Linked DNA regions of Zea mays: regions 1 and 3 are each linked to region 2. A link is a contact called in public Hi-C data. All regions are on one chromosome and are shown on one strand. Each heading gives the region's core, a stretch centred on a gene start, on an enhancer-like site or on the middle of the called end of the contact. The rest is flanking DNA. Distances are from core to core; before and after follow the strand shown.

The links. A called contact is a pair of places that touch in the nucleus more often than the background predicts.
Region 1: a Hi-C map of leaf mesophyll shows a contact between it and region 2, with 4 times the contacts expected there. The contact joins the promoter of LOC100282647 here to the promoter of LOC100273038 in region 2. A contact is called at or near these places in 9 of 25 Hi-C or Micro-C datasets (bundle sheath, ear, endosperm and 4 more).
Region 3: a contact with region 2 is called in a Hi-C map of endosperm, with 3 times the contacts expected there. The contact joins the promoter of LOC100193821 here to the promoter of LOC100273038 in region 2. A contact is called at or near these places in 2 of 25 Hi-C or Micro-C datasets (endosperm and leaf).

Annotation. Positions count from the first base shown.
Region 1 is chr1:178,393,490-178,396,857 of Zm-B73-REFERENCE-NAM-5.0, forward strand. It overlaps LOC100282647 (protease Do-like 5), which reads left to right and starts at 1,912. Exons shown (of 8, transcript NM_001155555.2): 1 at 1,912-2,221; 2 at 2,326-2,481; 3 at 2,739-2,801; 4 at 2,880-2,969; 5 at 3,059-3,181; 6 at 3,317-3,368. The coding sequence starts at 1,997.
Region 2 is chr1:178,109,018-178,112,418 of Zm-B73-REFERENCE-NAM-5.0, forward strand. It overlaps LOC100273038 (hydrolase-like protein), which reads right to left and starts at 1,606. Exons shown (of 10, transcript NM_001147487.1): 1 at 1,348-1,606; 2 at 1-94. The coding sequence starts at 1,553.
Region 3 is chr1:177,735,960-177,739,301 of Zm-B73-REFERENCE-NAM-5.0, forward strand. It overlaps LOC100193821, which reads left to right and starts at 1,595. Exons shown (of 6, transcript NM_001367039.1): 1 at 1,595-1,822.

The DNA of each region.
Region 1 (3,368 bases), core at 662-3,161, 280 kb after region 2:
GAGCAGATTATGTCTGGAGAGTGCAAATTGGTGCGCTCAGCAAGTTGCTGCGACTGTAGGGAAATCATGTGGAAGATAATGGAGCAAGTAAAGGCAGAATCTGATCAATGGACTGAGATGCAAGATATGTTGGAGCAGGTCAGGTTGGAGATGCAAGAGCTGCAGTCTATTAAGTGTTCCAACCATTCATTTCAGTTAAGTGTTCCAACCAATATCGATCCAACCATTCATTTCAGTTAAGTGTTCCAACCATTCGTCCTTCATGGTCATTTCACTGACACTGTTTTTCCTGCTTGCAAGTTCGCATTGGTGCAATATACCTATTGTCTGGTTTTGGTGGCAGCATGTTGTCTGCACTCTTCCTACGGAACAACTACCTCTCCGTTGGTGCTTCTGGAGCTCTATTTGGCCTGCTGGGATCCATGCTTTCTGAACTACTCATGAACTGGACTATATACTCCAATAAGGCCAGTATAAGCAATAAATGAATAACATTTTATTTTATCCAGTTGATTGATAATCGCTTAGCTCATCTACTTAATTTGCTCTTGCAGGCAGCAGCTATAATAACACTGTTGTTTATTATTGCACTCAATTTGGCTATTGGGATACTACCTCACGTTGACAACTTTGCTCACATTGGTGGATTCGCGACGGGTTTCCTCTTGGGTTTTGTTCTGTTGGCAAGGCCTCAATTTAGCTGGATGGAAAGTCATGAGTTGCCACACACTAACCAACCTCCCAAGTACAAAGCATACAAGTATATTTTGTGGGTTGTGGCACTCGTCTTGCTGTTAGTTGGGTAAGTAAATCCATATGGCTGGTTCAGTATATTTGTTGTAGACATGTCTTTATGCGTTTATTAAACATATAATGCAGAAAACGTGCTACAAAGATTCGTGATTCTGGACTAATGCTAAATTTTTGACGACCTATAAAGATGTTACTTGTTTTTGTGAAAGCTTGAAATAGCACTAATGTCAAAATTCTTGGGCCACAGGTTTGTGATTTCACTGGTGATGCTTTTCAAAGGGAAGAACGGGATGGCTGCCATTGGTGCCACTACTTGAACTTAAATTCGCTGGAAGATTGTATTTATATGTGCAACCATTAAAACGGTGTATGCTAATGTCCAATTCTGTTGTATTCTATTTTTTTATAAACTTGCAAGCTATTATTTGTATCATGGCCATTGTACACATGTATGCTTTTTTGTACGGTGCACTTGCATCTGTCTCTATTTCACTCGCTCACTTATCTGCTTTTTTATGCTTCTCTTTCGGATATACTATTGAACACATAGATAACCAGACATTTTGTCCAATATTTTTGCGTTGCAACGCACGGACATCTAACTAGATAGGCTTCCGAGCAAACTTTCTCCAGACCCACAAGGAAATATAAGATCCGCTCAGATATGTATCGTGCTCATCCTAGCGTACTCCTATTGCAACGCACGGGCACGCACATAGTTTTATTCTATTTTAGTTTTTAAATTGTCAAACACAGAAACCAAAACAGTGTTTGCAGCGTGAAATACACGAGCGTAAAATACTGCGTGTTTGCCACACAGAGGTTTGGGTTGGGTTCGAGTACTCGTCACGCCGATTGGCATGTGTAGGCACAATTGCTTTCCTTGTAATGTCAAAACTTGAACATATTTGCTTCTTTTGCTTTTGAGCCTGCTGTGGCCTGTGGACGCACGTAACAATAACAAGCTTATGTTGCTGAACCGCCAGGAAGAGGAAGCTTTGTTGCTGCTGATGCTTGGAGCGAGCAAGGGCCAGAATGCCAAGCCCATACCGTACAGTGCGGCGTTTTAGGCCGTGTCAAAAGCCCGCCTCAGATGGCACGGCGCCACGGCCCAAGTCCCAGCCAGCTCTAGGCTCCGCCATCGCCACGTCATCGCCCATCAGATAGCGCGCTCCCAGTCCCAGTCCATCATCGGACACACCTGCTCTCGGCTCGTGGTTCGCGGCTTCGCGCACGCGCAGCAATGGCGCTCCGGCCGCAGCTGCTTCGCCTCCTCCTCCCATCGCCTCCCCACCGGAACCCTCCGCCTCCGCCCTCCTCCCCGTCCGTCGCACCCATTGGCCGCCGCACCGCCGCAGCAGCCGTCCTCCTGCTCGCCGCGGGCGTCTCCGCCCCGCCCCCGCGCGCCGCCCGCGCCGAGCCCGACGGCGAGGACGTCGACGAGGCCCGCATCGTCCGCCTATTCCAGGTACGGTAAACCGTCCCATTCCCACCGCCCGGAGCGGAGCCCTACATACCCTAACCGCCGACGATGCCGGATGCGGCGCGTGCGCTGGCTGTATCTGTATGCAGGAGGCGTCGCCGTCGGTCGTGTTCATCAAGGACCTCGTCGTCGCGGGGCCGCAGGGGCGGAGAGTTGGTGAGGATGAGGACGGGGACGAGGAGGGCGGCGGTGCTAAGGTGGAGGGCACAGGCTCGGGATTCGTGTGGGACTCCACGGGCCACATTGTGAGCGTCTTCCTATCTCCCGTTTACGCTAGTTGTTGATACATTCAGTAAGTTCTACAGATTTTAAGGCACTTTCTATAATTGTGTTGTTTTGTATCCTGTTATGTTGCAGCGTTTGGTAGTATAATTACCCTGGTGCTTTGAAATATTTGTGCTCTTTATAGGGGTATATCTGTGAATTTAGTAGTCCTCTGATCGATGGTAATTCGTTGCTTCAAGTTTCAAAAATTCTGTGTTTATTTACACTGCCACATCAGGTCACGAATTACCACGTGGTTGCGAAGTTAGCTGGAGACGGATCTGCATCTCATCGCTGCAAGGTTGCCCACTGGTATCACACTGATGACAATTCATCTCCTTGTTTACTCGCTTCAATCATTTCTTCATTGTTTTTGCAGGTGTTTTTGGAGGGTTCTGGTGGCAAAAGTTACTCAAAGGAAGCGAGGCTAATAGGGTGTGATCCAGCATATGATCTTGCGGTTCTGAAGGTTTGGAATTTCATTATCTGTGGCTCAAGTTCTGGTGATGTCAAATTGGTTCGGAGCTGTGGTCTTTGAGTTCAAGATTAGTGCTGCAGATAGATGCTGACAGGGACCAGCTGAGGCCTGCTCTGATTGGCACATCACGGAGTTTGCGAGTTGGGCAAAGCTGCTTTGCCATTGGGAACCCTTATGGATATGAACACACTCTAACTACTGGGGTAACTTCTGAAATTCTCAAGAGTCCAACAGTCCGATGTGAATACATTGTCTAATTATGGATAATGTTATTGGTACACATCCTTGTATATCAAATCTAGAGTATTCTGATGTGCGATCACTAAAGTTTCTTGTAGGTTATTAGTGGATTGGGGAGGGAAATACCATCTCCCAATGGGAGAGCGATCC
Region 2 (3,401 bases), core at 356-2,855:
AACTTGTTCTCTGAATGTCTTCCCAACATCTATTATAATATACTTATGTGCACGTTCATCTTGGCAATAGTCAATCAAAAGAGAAGTGTTGCACCTGCATGAAATACACATATAAGCATAAATTATCTACCAACCTTGTTCAGGTACAACATCATTCTAGAAACATTTCAGAATGAAGTTTTGATTTCTTTCCCCTCAAGTAAAACATAAACAAGCACGATACAATCCTAAGTCACTAGAAGAGTTTAACATGATCCTAGAGAAGGTATCAGCCAAAAGTATGAGCATGAACAGAGATCAAACATTTCAAAGTTTCATCATAATCTAAAAATACATAAAAGTACGTTTGATTTACCAGAAGATGTAAAATACCATATACAACTTCTTTTTGTAATCTAAAGGTTAAGATATCCTGGGTTCACATATCCTGCTTTCACGACATTGTGCAATTGCATCTAATGTATGTGCCTTCTTCTTTTGCGTAGGTACTGGTTTCATCATATACATTATCTTTCTTGAACAAAAAGGAATAATGTTCTAACCTCACTTAATCACATATAATCTAAGCCTCCACAATACTACTGTGTCTCCTGTATACAGTACAAAGGAAAAACAGAGTGGAAAAGGTGAACCGTGATTTCTGCCATGGCGCCTAGCAGTCCAATGTAGAAACAAAAACTGGAAATAAGCAAGTCAATAAGATATCAATTACCACATCTTATAGATGAAATAGGAAGCCCGGCCAAGAAGTGTGTAAAAATAAAAATGTGCATAACCTGTGAATCCAATTCATTTGATCTCAAATATATTTGCCAGTCCATGGAGAATTCTAAGTTGACTCTGGCCTATCGCATACCCACATATTTGATCATCTAATCTGGTACATCCTAATATTTCCCTTTTCACAGCATTCCAGCTTCATACTGCTCCAAATGCATGTTGTGAACAACTAGATAAAATATATGCTAATGCACCAACAATTCTCAGACAAAACAAAATATCTATGCAACACCAAATCACCCTAAGGCCTTGTTCGTTTGTGTCGGATTGGTAGGTCGGAACGATTCCGAGCCGGATTGCTTCTCTAATTTATATAAACTTTGATTAGCCGGAACAATTTCGGGTACAATCCGATGTAAACGAACAAGGCCTAAGGATGAAACATTCCCGCATAATTTAATAGCAGTAACCAGGCCAAACCTCTCCGATCTCATACCATCACAGATCCGCACCGACCCCGTGATGATAGTAAACACGCTAAACACCACCACGCTCACCCCCCGCCGCAACACGACGGTAAAGTCTCACAAGGTTAGGGAGGATGGGCGAGAGGAGGCGAGGCGGCACCTGTAGTTAGGGTTTAACTCGGGCGGGACGGAAAGGGACTGGGAGCAGACGGGGCAGGGTGGGTCGGGGGGCTGGATCAGGCACCGCGCGTTCGGGACCGCGCTCGAGCACCCCGTGCCCAGGAACACCAACGACGACGAAGCGGCGGGTGGTGCGTCGTCGTCTCCGGCGGCGGCGGTGTGGCCGTTGGGGACGGCGGCGGCCATTGGGTTTGCCGGAGCGAGACCACGACCGCGACCGTGGCGAGACGGAGAATGTGGGGCCTGCGGAGACAAAGTAACAGCAGAATAGGAACGGGATCACTGGGAGGAGGTGCGCAGAATTTGCTTGCCTGGAAGATGGTTTAGCACGCAGCCACGTGCACAATAAACTATTTCCAGTCCTGCGATTTTACAATTGTGACCTCCGTTCATAAGTATATGATACTTTTTTCGAAAATTTAACCACTCGTTTTATTTAACAATATAAAATTTTAAGACAAACACAAACTATCTTAAATAATAAAACAAATTAAAAAAATAAATAGTAACTCATTATTCTTTTGAATAAGTCTTGTAGTCAGAATTTTTTAAAAAGTCAACAATATTATATATTTATGAACGGAAAGAGTATAATACTTCGTCAGATTTGTATAAAAATATACTAGTTAGTTGTAATATACATTTCTATATATCATATATATATACCTTATTTAAATGATATATTAATTTAAACATGATTATATATTTTTATTTACAATTTGTTATATATGTATATTTACAATATATCTCTTTTGTATAACATAAACAAATATGGGTTGTAGTGGTAGAAGCCAAATGCTTTATACCAAGTGAGTAGTGTTCGAATACTCGCATCCTACTCGTTCATTGCGCTCGCTGGAAGAGGTAACACATAAATAAACTTGCACTTAAATATAGCAGAGAACTTGTCGGATACCTAAGATGAGGGTATCCAGAGTAAGCCTGTAACCACTGTTCTAATCCGGTTCACTAGGTCCTCATAGAGTAAAGCCTGTGAGGCAGGACGACCAAGTCTCCCTCTCCCGAGCAAGTCTACGAGGCGAAGTGATCGACTAGATCCCCGCCGAGTAAAGTTGATGAGCAAATCTGTGAGGCGACACGACCGATCAGGTCCTCGCTGAGCAAATCCTGCAATGTCGAACGACCAAGTCCCCACCGAGCAAGTTTGCAAGGCAGACGATCGACCAGGTCCCCACCGAACAAAGCCTGCGAGCCAAGACAACAAGTCTCCGCCAAGCAAGTCTACGATGAGCGACCGACCATTATCCCGCCGAGCAAAGCCTGCGAGGCGGAGCAACTGACCAAGTCCCTGCCATGCGAATCCTGCGAGACATGACGACTAATTCTCCGGCAAGCAAGGCTTCGATTAGGCCTGCTAATGGCAAAAAATCCAATCCACTCCCACTCATACCCAAATCTAATTACTTTGATATCCATCCCACACCCAACCAAAAATACTAGAGGGAAGTTAAACCCAACCCATCCAATAACATTATTGATCCCAAACCAACCCATAAGGGCTTGTTCGGTTAGCTCTCAATCCATGTGGATTGAGTGGGATTGGATGGGTTTGAATCCCAAACAAGTCAAACTTCTTCTCAATTTTTTCCAATCCCATTCAATCCATGTGTATTAGGAATAACCGAACAAGCCCTAATTGGATGGAAAACCATGGAAAACCCGCGGGTTTAGCTTATTGTCTCACATTAAGCCAACTGCATACACATTTTAAAAATCACATTTTAAAGCAGTAAATTAATTCAAATGAAAAAGTTTTCAACTACAAATTTGTATAACTCATCATGATTTACATTTTATATTTTGAACATTTCTTCATATGATAAACTAAAAATAAATTTGTTCATAAAACCTATATCTCTCTCATAGTTTATGGAACTACAAGAAATATGTATAGAATTTGTGCATATTGTTAGAACTATCATGTGAGATGAACAAATGATCAAACAACCAAAATAAACTTTGTAGATCTTGAAAAGTTATAGAAGTTTGTAGTTGACAACTTTTTCATTTGAA
Region 3 (3,342 bases), core at 345-2,844, 370 kb before region 2:
AGAGTAACCAAGCAAAGCAAGCCCATTCTGATACAACAAAGGCCCACGTCCGAGTTAGGCGCCACGAGAGCACGAGTATGTCGGGCGTGACGGTTGTGCCCACCCGACAGGTTGAGCCTCCAGCGATAACTCGGGCGGATGAGCGCAGGAATTTCCCAAGATGTAGGAGGACGGTTCACTACAAACCGGGAGATAGGCGAATGGATTACTTTTGTCATCTGTGCGGGGATAGATATCATTGGTCGTGTATATAAGGCCAAGAGGTACCCCTACCATTTTCATCTCACCTTAGCCCACCATTCTCAAAGTCCACAACTTGTAATCTCATCCCAATACCAAAACCATCACAGGACGTAGGGTGTTACGCCTCTCGCGCGGCCCGAACCTGAACAAGCTTGTGTGTTTCTCCTGTCGTGCCACCGCACGAACCATCGAGTCATGATCGACGACGCCGTCCTGCCCTAAAAGCATCACGAGGGTTACCCCATGGTGTGCGGTCGGGTAACAAACACCGACACGGGTCAGCCCTTTCCTTTTGCGGGTTTGGTCGTCAGAGACGCAGGCGTCCGTTCCGTCTCGCTGGGTTGCTCGGCGGGGACTTGACCATCCGTCCCGCTTCGTTGGGTTGCTCGACAGGTCTTGGTCGTCCGTCCCGTCTCACTGGTTTGTTCGATGGGGGCCTTGGTCGTCCATCCCGCCTTGCTGGTTGCTCGATGAGGTCTCCTTAAGATACTCGGTTCCTTGGTACTCGTCAATTTTCGCATTCGATTTTAATATAGATATCAAATATATGTATGGGAATTCAACTTTCAATATTTTTCTCTAACCAACTATAGATTTGTATTCAACGAAACCGTGGAATATCCAACACTATCTATACTCGTAAAAAAAAAATCGACGAAACCATTTAAAATGTATTATTATCACTAACAACAAATGATTTTAATTTTAAAAACGCTACCAGAAAAAAATATGTACATTATTCAGAATACTACACAATGATAAATTTAATTTAATTTTAAAAGACTAATTATAATCACATTAGATTACCTATGTAATAAATACGTTATATCTATATGCATTAATGTATTTATTTTCATTGCTAAAGAATATATCTTCATTTATTAATCATATATGCTTATAACATATATATATATATACATACAATATAGTTATAATTTACTTGAAATATAAATTTTTATTGACTATAAATTCGTCGATGAAACAAAATTATTATATATTGCGACACTATGTTCCAAGATGGAAACTTAAATTTAAACTATTTATTTTATATTCATATTATTATATTTATATTTGATATTACCTTCGTTCTCGAATATTTGTCGTCGATTTGTTTATTTTTAAACTAAAACATGACAAATAAAAAAGAATAAAAAGAATGGATAAAGTAGTATTTATACTCGTATTCTAGTTAAAATTATTTGTATATGATAATATTTATAATAATATTCAAGTTAGAATATGATAAATAATAACATCCGAATTTCAATTTTATTTCTAAAATTCTTTTGGAAAAATGGAGAAGAAGCCACATCTGGGCAAGTGCGGGGGTCGTAGGGGTTCCCGATCCTTCCTTTCCCACTTCCCCTTTTTTGCCCGCCCGCTACCCAACCGCCGCCGCGGTTCTCGCTGCCAGCGACGGACGGGCCACACCGCGCAGGGGCTCAGCCCCGCCACCCACCTTAACCCCGCCGTCGGGAGGCGTCGTCCCCGGCCCGGCCCGGCCCGGCCCTCGCCCTCTACTGCAACTGGACTGGCGCGTAGACCTGTCCCCGCCACGAGATCGTTCCGCCCTATGTCGGTGAGTTACCCAAGCTTGCTCCGGTGTGCGGGGCTTCCTCACTGCTGCGGCAGTTTGAATTGAGAACCCTAATAACCTCCGGTCACTCAGGCGCGCCCGCTTCGTGGCGCTGCTGCGGTGCTCCCCTACTTAGCGCGCTCGAGTGCTCCACCCGCCTCTAATGTGATTACTGATTAGGCTCGTAGTATCCAGCGTGCAGGCGCAGCCGGGCAGGCTCACTTTATCTGCCTTCGGTGCATCCTGGCTGGCTGCACGGGTGTTCTCTATAATCAGTGCCCCGACTCGATCCCCATGCCCTGCATCCCGGATACACTGGTGTTTCCAGGGGGAGGGGCTGTCTTGGACACACTGCTGTTCCAGGGGTTGTTTCTGGACCAACTGAGTTCATGTGTTGCAACTGAGCTTCTAGCCATGCTTCCTGCCAGTTGCGGATCCAGGATTCATAAAGAGCCTAGGCTAGTCTATGACCAACCAATAACTACGAACAACTGCATATATACAATGACATGCATAAATTTGTTTGACGCCGACAAATATTTTTCTGAATGTATTACCTAATACGTATGCAAACATTTAAAATAAACTATAAAGAGATAACAAAAAAGTGTTCACAAAAATAGAAGATATTAAATGGTTTGCATTCCGAGATGTAACGATAGATAATATATCATAATTCATAATAGGCTGGATTGGTCCTTCAATATGTATGATCTTCTAATTCGGTCTACAATTTGAGGAGGATAGTCACATATTTGTAACAAGGCTTCATGTCCCAATCACTTGATGTCAATATAAAAAAATATTGAACAGTCTAAATCTTCCGGACTAACAAGTAATAACGCTACAATACTATAATTAGTTAATAAGAACAAAAATGCACATTACATAAGTTTAGATTGAGAAATTGAGAAACGATAGCAGTGTTGGGCTGGGAGCGTCACGTAATTTGCATGTCACGTTTGGGCCACGGTCTTTTCCTAGGTCTGGACCGTAAGTCCATGATCAGAAGCAGACCCACGAGGAGACAGATCAACAAGCTGTTGATGTCCACTTGATCCCGTGCAGAAGTGGCATCACTTGATCCACCTATGCACGAACCTACTCGATGTGCAGCACCGGCACAAACCAGAGCCCGGGCACACGCCTGCCCTGCCCAGGAGCTCTATCCGCCTCTGCTTCCTGCCTATTGCCATTGGTTGCGATGCTGGGTTCTGGTCGTAGTAGTTATGATTGCCTGGTATCCTACGTACATTGTCAGAATCATTTTGTATTGGTCAGTGATCCTTTATGTAGGTGTGTTCTCTCTCGAGTGCTCTTTTTTTTTGCCACTTGTGGATTTATGGTGCTTGGCAGTTTCTCCCCTTTATCACTAGTAACTGTACACGAGGTTGGTTGGGTGTGAGTGAGTGGAATCCCACAGACATGTTTGATTTGCTAAAGTCGCAGTACACACACAGACATATCTACAAAACAAACATACATGTTAACTCCCACGCATGATTTGCTAAAATCACAACACT